2 separate regions of the Pan troglodytes genome follow, and region 1 is linked to region 2. A link is a contact called in public Hi-C data. All regions are on one chromosome and are shown on one strand. The core of a region is the stretch at or near the end of the contact, and the rest is flanking DNA. Distances in the headings are between cores, read along the strand shown.

Evidence for each region. A called contact is a pair of places that touch in the nucleus more often than the background predicts.
Region 1: a Hi-C map of induced pluripotent stem cells shows a contact between it and region 2, with 1.8 times the contacts expected there. The contact joins the promoter of CA10 here to the enhancer-like site in region 2. A contact is called at or near these places in 1 of 7 Hi-C or Micro-C datasets (induced pluripotent stem cells) and 1 of 1 datasets of contacts at active chromatin or transcription factors (stem cell-derived excitatory neurons).

The regions. Positions count from the first base shown.
Region 1 is chr19:65,301,913-65,306,462 of NHGRI_mPanTro3-v2.0_pri, forward strand. CA10 (carbonic anhydrase 10) reads right to left here and starts at 1,352. Exons shown (of 9, transcript XM_001171455.7): 1 at 310-1,352. The coding sequence starts at 370.
Region 2 is chr19:64,507,703-64,512,335 of NHGRI_mPanTro3-v2.0_pri, forward strand. No RefSeq gene overlaps it. Among named protein-coding and RNA genes, the nearest start is that of UTP18, 110 kb to the left of the region's middle. Within about 2 kb of position 2,994, at least 10 of the 24 cell types and tissues checked have an H3K27ac peak or open chromatin away from gene starts, as enhancers often do. A contact at or near this core is called in induced pluripotent stem cells, where this site is marked.

The DNA.
Region 1 (4,550 bases), core at 102-2,601, 790 kb after region 2:
CTCAGCCAGGAAAGCAGTTGAAAATCAACACCCATCTGCCTCTTCTTTCTCATCCCCCACCACTTTTTCCTTCACCCTTCTAGGACTGCACACACATCCTAACCACCCCCCGCCCCCCACCCAACACACACACACATTCACACACCCTTGGGCTGAGAAGATTTTTGATTCTGAAGGCGGCAAACCCGCAGAACTGAAAGGGTCTCGCCACCCCTCTCTCTGCCCCGCGGCTACATACAATAAAACCCCATACACCCCAGACATCACAACATAATCCAAATCAGCCAGTGACTTCGGCGCGTCCCGTACCTGATATGCAGACGATGAAATTGGCTTGAAGAAGAAAAAGCACCTCCCAGACTATTTCCATCCTCTGATTCTCATTCCAAGTGCATCACTCGACGGGAAAACCGGGGGGGAAGGGGGGAGCCCGACACGGCACACACACATACACACTCGCACACACTTCCGAGCGAGTGCACACTCGCACTCCCACCCGACAGCCGGCCAGGGACAGTCACCCCCAAGATCAATATCGCAGTTTGAATTGTTCCGGCAAATCTCCCCTCGGGCTCGACGGATGTGCGCCCCAGATGTGCTGACACATGTCCGATGCCTCGCTGCCTTGGAGGTCTCCCCGCTCGCGTGTCTCTTCTCTTCGCACCAGCGGCGGAAACCGCACTAGCAGCGGCGGCGGCGGCGGCGGCGGCAGCAGCCACCTGAAGCCACCAACACTGGGCTCTTCCAGCAAAAACGAGACCCCGATTCGTCTGGCGCCCCAAGAAGACATAGACGATAGCCCCCCGCCGGGCCGCGCCGTGCAATTCCGGGCTCCCGGGAGCGCGTAGCTCGCTGGCTAAGCCCAGGCAGTCCGCGGCAAGTTGCCCTCGAAGTCCGCCCCCCTCATCGGGGCATGGTCGGAGGGTGGCTGCTGCGCTCCGGGGCCGTTCTTCTCCTGCTTCCGGGGGGCGGGGAAGGAGCAGACACAGCAGACACACAGAGAAAGAGAGGCAGGGATTATTGCCCGAAACCGCCAGCCGCCGGCAGCCTCCGCCGACCCTCCCTGCTCCCCAAGTCCGCGCGCAGCCTGCAGCCTCTCAGCCGGGTTCCGGCAGTGCGTCCAGGGCGCCGAGGGGAAGGGCTGGGCCCCGGGGACTGGGGCGCGGTGGGGGCACACGGACTCTCCAGGTCGCGCGCGCCCTTCCTGCTCCTCTGCTATTTTCCTGAACTCTTCAGAACCCCCAGTTGCCTGGCTTCCATCGCCCGCAACTAGCGCCGCTGCCGAGATTTTCCGCAGTACAACTGCAGGGGTCGTTATTTCCTCGCCTACGGATCCCTACGCTTCCCAACTCAGAGAGGAGGAGGACAGGTGGGGGCGGGAGGGGGAGGAGGAGAAGGAGGCTTGGCCAGGTGAGCGTCCTCGCCGCCGCCGGGAGTCCCAGCGTCAGCTCCGCAGCCCGGCACCCGGGGGCGGAGGCAGGAGGCCCGGGCGGGGAGGTGAGGCTGAGCGCGGCCATGAGGAGGAGGAGGAGGAGGAGGCTGGGTGTCACAGCTTCAGGCCACCTTGGCCGCCGCCTCGGCCCCAGTCCCTGGCAGCCGCCTCCGCACTCCGCCCCGCCCTGGCTGCCTCTGTTACCCTCCAGGATTTTCGAGTTTCTCTTCTTAAAAAGAACTTCGTGCTGCGGGTTCGGCGCGGGAGACCCAGGCAGGACTCATCCTGGGAGTGCTGTGCTGTGCTCTCCCTCCGCTGCGAAATATTGGAGATTTTTTTTTGCATAATTCATTCCCTGCCCTCTCCATTTCGTCCCTCTCATGCCCCCCCCCTTACCCCTTTCCGTTCCAGTGCCAGAACACTACTTACCCCAGAGTTCTTTTCTCTGCAGGTTCCTAGACCAGGTGCAACTCTTGCCTGCAAGTCCCTGCCTCCCTCCTCCCGAAAAGGGGGAACACCGCCTTTCCAAGTCCGGGTACCAGCAGCGGCTGCTGCCAACTGCGCCTTCGCCCAACTCCAGGAGGATCCGGGACTATTGGAAACCTGGGCTTTAGAGGAACGGGCTTCCCTTCTTGTCCTTCTTTTATTCTGCTTTTCTTTAGGGAAGCTCTAGTGCTTTGGAGGCTTTTGCTGGGCTCCAGGATACTTTCCGCCAACGACACTCAGCAGCTTCCACTGAAGGAGATTTCCCCACCAAACCCGCGCGCGCACGCACACACACCGAGCGCGCGGCTCTCCAGGGCCCCAGGGGAAAGTAGAGGCGGCGCGAGCACCACCCACCCACCCAGGCCGAGGCCAGGGGCAGCCAGTCCGCAGAAGGTCTCGTGGGGAGGCGGGCTGTCTACAACCTAGGAAAGACTTGCACCCGGTTGCAGTGTGGATGCAGGGGAATTGAAGAAAACCCTGTGCTCAGAACTGCTTGCCTAAGAGGGCTGGGAACGAAAGGGGAAAGACAAAATCTCAACAGATTTGTTTGCTTCCATCGCTGCAGTGGTGGTTTGCGAAAGCTCAAACCTACCTCTTTGGGGTTATTGAAGAAGAGGAGGGAGCGTAGAGGGAATCCCTGGGAAGATCCAGGATTTCTCGGCGCGCTTGTCCCGATTGGGAACTGTGACGTTAGGAGATTTTGCACAAGCGCGGATGAACACACACATAACAAACACAAACACACACATACCCCGCGGGGATTTTTTATCCACTTTTAATATTTGATGTTTAGAAGCTATTTCAGTATAAACCTCGGTCTAAGAACTGCACAAAAGATAGATAAGTGGAGATGGAGGAGGGGAAGGAAAGGGTGCCCGTTCATCCGCACAGAGTCAATCTAGTGAATCTTCCCGTGTTGATCCCAGCACCCAGGCTGTGCGGCATCTGAGGGTGCGGAGTGGGAGCTAAAGGAGTTACATTACAGTGCTCCCAGGGTTCTTGAAGGGACTCCAACTGCCCAGGAGTCTGGCGGGTCTTTTTGCTGAGTGGCGGGGAGAAGAGGGAGGAACAAGAGAGAACGTAGAGCAGATCAGCAGCTCTCTGAGCTCTCTGGGCTGGGCGGCTGCGGGAGCCAGAGCTACGTAGTCCCACCGACTCTAGGGATTCGAAAAAGGAATCGCCGGCAGACCTGCCTACTCTTAAAGAAGGAGATGTGGCCGTGAGATCTGTTCTGTGAAACAAAGGCCAAGGACTCTAGGTGGTCAACACATTAAAAATCTAGGCCCAGATGAAATAAATCCAGCATTCTTATGTAGGGAGCTTCCAGGCTCAGCAGGGAAAAGCATGAAACTTCAGAACATTAAAAGAATTCCGGATAGTGAGAATTAGCCCATTTGGGAAATATATGGGGGCGTTTGTCTCCGTGCCTTGAAAGTAGACTGCATGAAGAATTATTATTATTTTTTCTTTCTTTTTTCTTTTTTTTTGTGAGGAGAGAGGGAGAAAGAAAAAAAAAAAAGCAGTCTGACAAAGATGAGCAGATTCCAGCCTGGTGAGAGTTCAGAACCGTGGACAGCGACCTACCATCCCTGCTTGGGTGGGGAGATAGGCTGGCAGAAGAGGTCTCTCCTCTGGAAGCAGAAGCATGGTGCCTGAATTTTTATGTCACTACCCACTCATTTACTAATGAATTCTGCAATTATTATATATGTGTCAAACACTGTGGCAAGATGCTTGGGCTTTGTAATTGAAAATGCATTATCCTTGCTTTCAAAAAATCTGCAGACCATATATCCCTCTATATTCTGCTTTAAGAGCCAATGCCAGTAAAATAATACTTTATTTCCACCCTTTCAGTCTGCATACTCACCTCTAGCATTCCCAAAGAATATTTAATCTGTGATCTGCCACTAAGTGCTTTCAGTTTTTAAGAAAGGGACCAACTCATATGACAGTATTTGTTAGTTTAAAAAAAGTTTGAGTGTATTGATTGTTGTGTGTGAAGTATTATGTGTATTGATTGTTATGTGTGAAGATTATGTGTGAAGCATTCTGAATCCCTTACATAAATTATCTCATTTAATCATCATAATGTGACCGTGAGATAAATGTTATTATCACTTCCCTTTTACTGACAATAAAACAATACCAGGGTAGTTATTTGCCCAAGGCTGCACAGCTGCAAATCAGTAGTGTAGAGACCATAGCTGGAAAGTCTAAACTCAGAAGTCATGTCACACCACTTCCTTATATGCTCTGTAAAATGAAAAATATCATCTTGGGGAGGTTATTTTGCACTTAAAGAGAACAGAAGTACACATATGACAGCTGGAAGTTAATCAAAGGTGGTATTAAAATTTAATGGTAGACAATGCAATTTAGAACCCAACTACATTAGTTGGGATAAGGAAAAGATCACTGGGAATCAGAAGTAATCAAAAGCGTTTCTAATGATAGAATTTTGGCACCTGCTAGATGTCAGTTCTGGTTCTGGCACTTGGAATACAGCAGTGAATACAATAGTCCCCAACATATTGATTCCATACTAGCAATTGCTAGAAGAAAGAGCCATACATTTTTGAGTCATTTCTAGGCTACTACATTTCTAGAGTAGGTTGCTATATGTTTTTCT
Region 2 (4,633 bases), core at 1,744-4,243:
AGAATAGCGGCCCCAGGGTGTGTGCCTCTGTCCTGGGCAAGAGGGAGTGTCCATGCCCTTGCTACTTGGCATTCTCCCAAAGGCTGGCTGTTTCTGTGAGCACATTCCCAGCCTGCCAGCCTCTTTTTTTCCCTACAGGTGTATGGGATTCCTAAGGGGAATTGGACATAGCCTTTTATGCCCCATTCTTATGTGGCAGGAACTTTCCTTCCGTCCCTGTGACTCTTCTCAGGGCTCCTTTGACTGCTTTGGGAAACTCTGGGTTTACTCTTCAAATCCTGGATGGGGAAGCCAGAGGGCTGGAAAGCAGGCTGGCCCTGGTGATGGCCAGCTCTGCATCACTTGGCCATCTCACCCACAGTTTGGAGTGGAAAGAGGTCCAGTCACCTGACTGTGGGTTCTGGGGAGTCAGAGCCAGGGCAGGTCCGTGTTCTGCTAGGGGCTGGGAGAAGGCCTGCATCATACACAGTTAGTGGGCAGTACATGAAGGCAGTGAGGAGGTGTGGTATGCCCGCTGCCTTTCACAACTGCAGAAATGGTCACTGATTTCTTTCATCCTCCTCAGTGGCCTTGAAGCCCCTGGACAGAGCAATGCATCGGTGCTGGCTCTCAGAGATTTGTGCCAGCAGCAGGATGGGTTTTCTTTCCTGATTCCGTTTCTCCCTGGTTGGTTATTAGCACACCTTTTTCCTCCTGATTGAGAACGGCTTAAGTGGGAACTGCTACAGCTAGGGGCAGCATCTCTGGTGGCATGCTGGTGGCAGGGGGAAACCAGATGGGGAGGAAGAGCCAGTCAGGAGACATGTGGCTAATCACCTGTGGACCCAGGAGGATTCAGCTACTCAGTTCCTAGCCTCTCCAATTATGGATTCCCTATCCTGTTCTTTTCACAGTTCATACTTTTTTCTTTAAAGTAAAAAGTAACATGCATCACCATCTGTGAAAAGAAGGGGAAAAATAAAACTGAAAAAAAAGGTAACATGCAACATTAAACATCCTTCTCCTAAAAGTATATCTTACTATCTGCCCGTTCATCCATCCATCATTAACAGTGGCTGACATGTGAATGTTTACCAAGTGCCAGGCACTGTGCTCTGAGGTTTGCAGAGGAAGTCCCTATAGCCATTCTGTAAGAGATGCCACTGTCGTCCCTGTTTTTAAGGTGAGAACATAAGATACATGGAGGTTGAGGAATTTGCCTAAGGTCACAAATTAGGAAGTGGCAAAGCCAACCAGGAACCCCGGCAGCCGGGCACCAGAGCCCAAGCTCTGAACCGCTACTGGGCCATCTGCTTCTCTGCTTGTCAGTGGCATGGAGAGATGTCTGCAGAGACTTGCCCCGTATACTAATGCTGGTAGTTCAGAGTGGCTGCATTTGGGGTGACTTTTGACTTTAGTCTTTAAATTCTTCAGTCATGTTTCAATTTTTTTTTTTTTTTTTTTTTTTGAGACAGAGTCTGGGTCTGTCGCCCAGGCTGGAGTGCAGTGGCTCAATCTCAGCTCACTGCAACCTCTGCCTCCTGGGTTCAAGCGATTCTCCTGCCTCAGCCTCCTGAGTAGCTGGGACTACATGTGCGCGCCACAACGCCTGGCTAATTTTTTGTATTTTAGTAGAGACGGGGTTTCACCATTTTGGCCAGGATGGTCTCGATCTCCTGACCTTGTGATCCACCCACCTTGGCCTCCCAAAGTGCTGGGATTACAGGCATGAGCCACTGCACCCGGCCTAAATTTGTAAATGATGGGCATGTATCATTTTTATAATAGCTAAATAAAAAAACCAGTTGCAGAGAATCCCCAAAGCATATGATTTGGGGAATGGTAAACAGAGAGCAGGACGTTTTTTTTTTTTGGTGGTGGGTGGCGGGGGCAGACAAAGGAAAGGTCTTTGGAAGGAACTCTGATTTTGACCATCATCTCGTGGTGCTCTTGGGAGGCTCATCATTGGTTGGGTCCTCCCCCATTGCCTTGTTGTCTCTCTGCCACAAGATGGCAATCACAGCACAAGGATGGATGGGCTTGCAGCCTCCAGGAAGGAACACTAAGCGTCTGTCTTCCAGCTACAGAGAAGTCTCCCTAATGCATAGTTGGGGGAAGGGGCTTTTAGAGAGGGATTGAAAAGCTGACATCCCCTGCTGACCCAAACTCCAGGCAGTCCGGCAGTCATAGTCAGACGCTTCCATTTGCAGTAACCCATAGCTCTTCCCAGAACAGAGCTACATTGTGCATTTTGCTTTCTGATGAAAGAGATATAGAGACAAAATGACACAGAGGTTTCCGGGCATAGAATGAGGCCAGTGAGCCTGGAGAATGGGTTATTTGTAATCTGTGGGGTTATTTATTCTGTGATGTGTATAGATTCTTTTTGTTCCTTGAGTAGAAATTGGTGCTGGTCTTCTAGATGCAGAGGTTACAAAGCAAATCCCAGGGTAGGCAGCCAGTGGCTTTCTCTGGGGTCTTCCCAGGTGGATATCTGGGTAGGGCAGCTTCCACTGAGGCTCAGCTTTTGGGATGATTCCTAGGGAGGAAGACTATCAGGAAAAAGACTGGGGCTTGGTTCCTGTGGATAGGTGCATACGCGAATGGAGAGGAAACTTTGAGTGAGGACCATGGCATTTCTACCACCTGAGATGCCCAGCTGGGCATACCTGGATTGGACTCAGGCAGGGGAAGTGAAGGCAGGACTCCTGTATTAGTTAACACTAGTGGCTATAACAGATAAAACTTAAAATCTCAGTGGCTTACCACAATAGAAGTTCATTTCCTGCTTGTGTAATGTTCAAAATGGCTGATCCCTGATCAGCTAGTGGGTAATTCTTCCTCAAATGGTGATAGAAGCACCCAACCTCCTTCCAAATTGGGACTCTTCCATTTTCAACACGTGGCTTCTACAGATTCTTACAAGAAGTAGAAAGAACATGGAGGAGCACACACGGGAGGCATTCCAGCCAGGCCCAGTGGGGATGGAAACATCACTTCCGCCTTCATTCCATTGGCCAGAAATGAGTCATGTGGCCATCCCTAACTACAAAAGAGGCTGGGAAATGTAGTCTAGCCTGTGCCCGGGAGAATGAGGAAGTAGGTTTTGTGTATAACCAGCCAATTTCTGTCCCAGACTCATTCTTTATGTGGATGATAGAGTTTATCCCAAATAAATAATCAGGTTTGCACACACAGATATTCATGCACAAAGATGTTCATTGCTCTGTTATTATAAAAGTAAATGTTTAGAATCAATGTAAATGTTTATCTATAACGTGTTAAAGAACTTATAGTCTATTCACACAAAAGTGTCACACAGAAGTGTTGGAGGCAGACCCCAAAATCATGTGGTAGAAGAACATGTTGGCCCTTCAGACATCACAGTGCTTTGTTAAGTAGCAATCCCAGGAAGCCTTGGGGTTCACGTGAGGCACAAATAAATTCAAATAGGCAATACCTATTTTCACTTAAATGTTCTACGACTTAGAGTCATACACAAAATATTTACTTTAAATATAACCCTTTAAAATATTCTCTCTGTATTTCTAAGAACATATTTCCTCGAAAGCAAAATGTACAATTGAATTATATTGCAGACTTTGTAGGAGACTATTTAATTCACTTTTTATCTCCCTGGTTCAGTCTCTGACTCCCACCCTGAACCACAGCATCACAGGGCAGAGACTGTGTCAGGCTTGTTTACTGCTCCGCACACAGTGAGGCGCCTATAGCAGACATTTGGTAAATATTTATTGACTAAAGTTGAGTTGAATGAGATGATGTCAAATGAAAAAACAGCTGGAGTAAAAACAAGGGAAAACCATGAATGTATGGTATGATGCCAGCTATGTAAATAGAAGTTCATATATGCATATGAAAAGACTGCAAGAGAGCATTTCAGCACAATAGGATTGCCTCTTGTTCTTTCACTTAGGGTTTCCTTTATTTTCCATTTCTTTTACAGTGAACCATTTGCATAATCATTTACAGCTATCATTTACATAGTCAAGATTAAAATTTAAAAATGTTGCTGTAGGGACCACAGATGTACTTCGGGGAAGGTGTCACAGGGTGAGGGCTACAATACTTCCTGGAGGTGATGGACAGGTAGGTGTAGGAGCTACTTACATCATGTATGCTTAGACCCTTGGTCTGGGAACTGGGCCAGAGCCCAGGCTGGATGCAGGGAGCTGGGAGCACTTCTTTGTCGCATCTTCATCCTGAACCCCCTTGACTCTCCGTTTGAAATGTGAGCCTGTCCTTCATCTGTGCTGATGGTAGTGTAGGTTTCACCTTGCGGGAGAGGTGTGGGTAGGCTGTCATCACAGGTTGGGTAGGTGGTTTTGTATCCCTTCTGGAAGGCTCCCCACCCTCCTAGGTTTGCCAGTAAAATACAGGACAAAGGTTGAATTTGAATTTCAGATAAACAATGAACAATATTTTAGTATAAATATGTCCTAAATATTGCACTCTTTGTATAACATCACCAAACTAAAGAGCCTTGTTTTGGTGAAATGCCTGCTTTGTAAACAATGGAGAAGTTGCACAAGCCTTGTCGGTGGGTACCCCATGTCCAGTAACGTCAGCTTCTTGACTTACTCTGCACACTTCCCTTCCCTCTTCTCAGTCTCTACCTCCTTCCCACAGGACT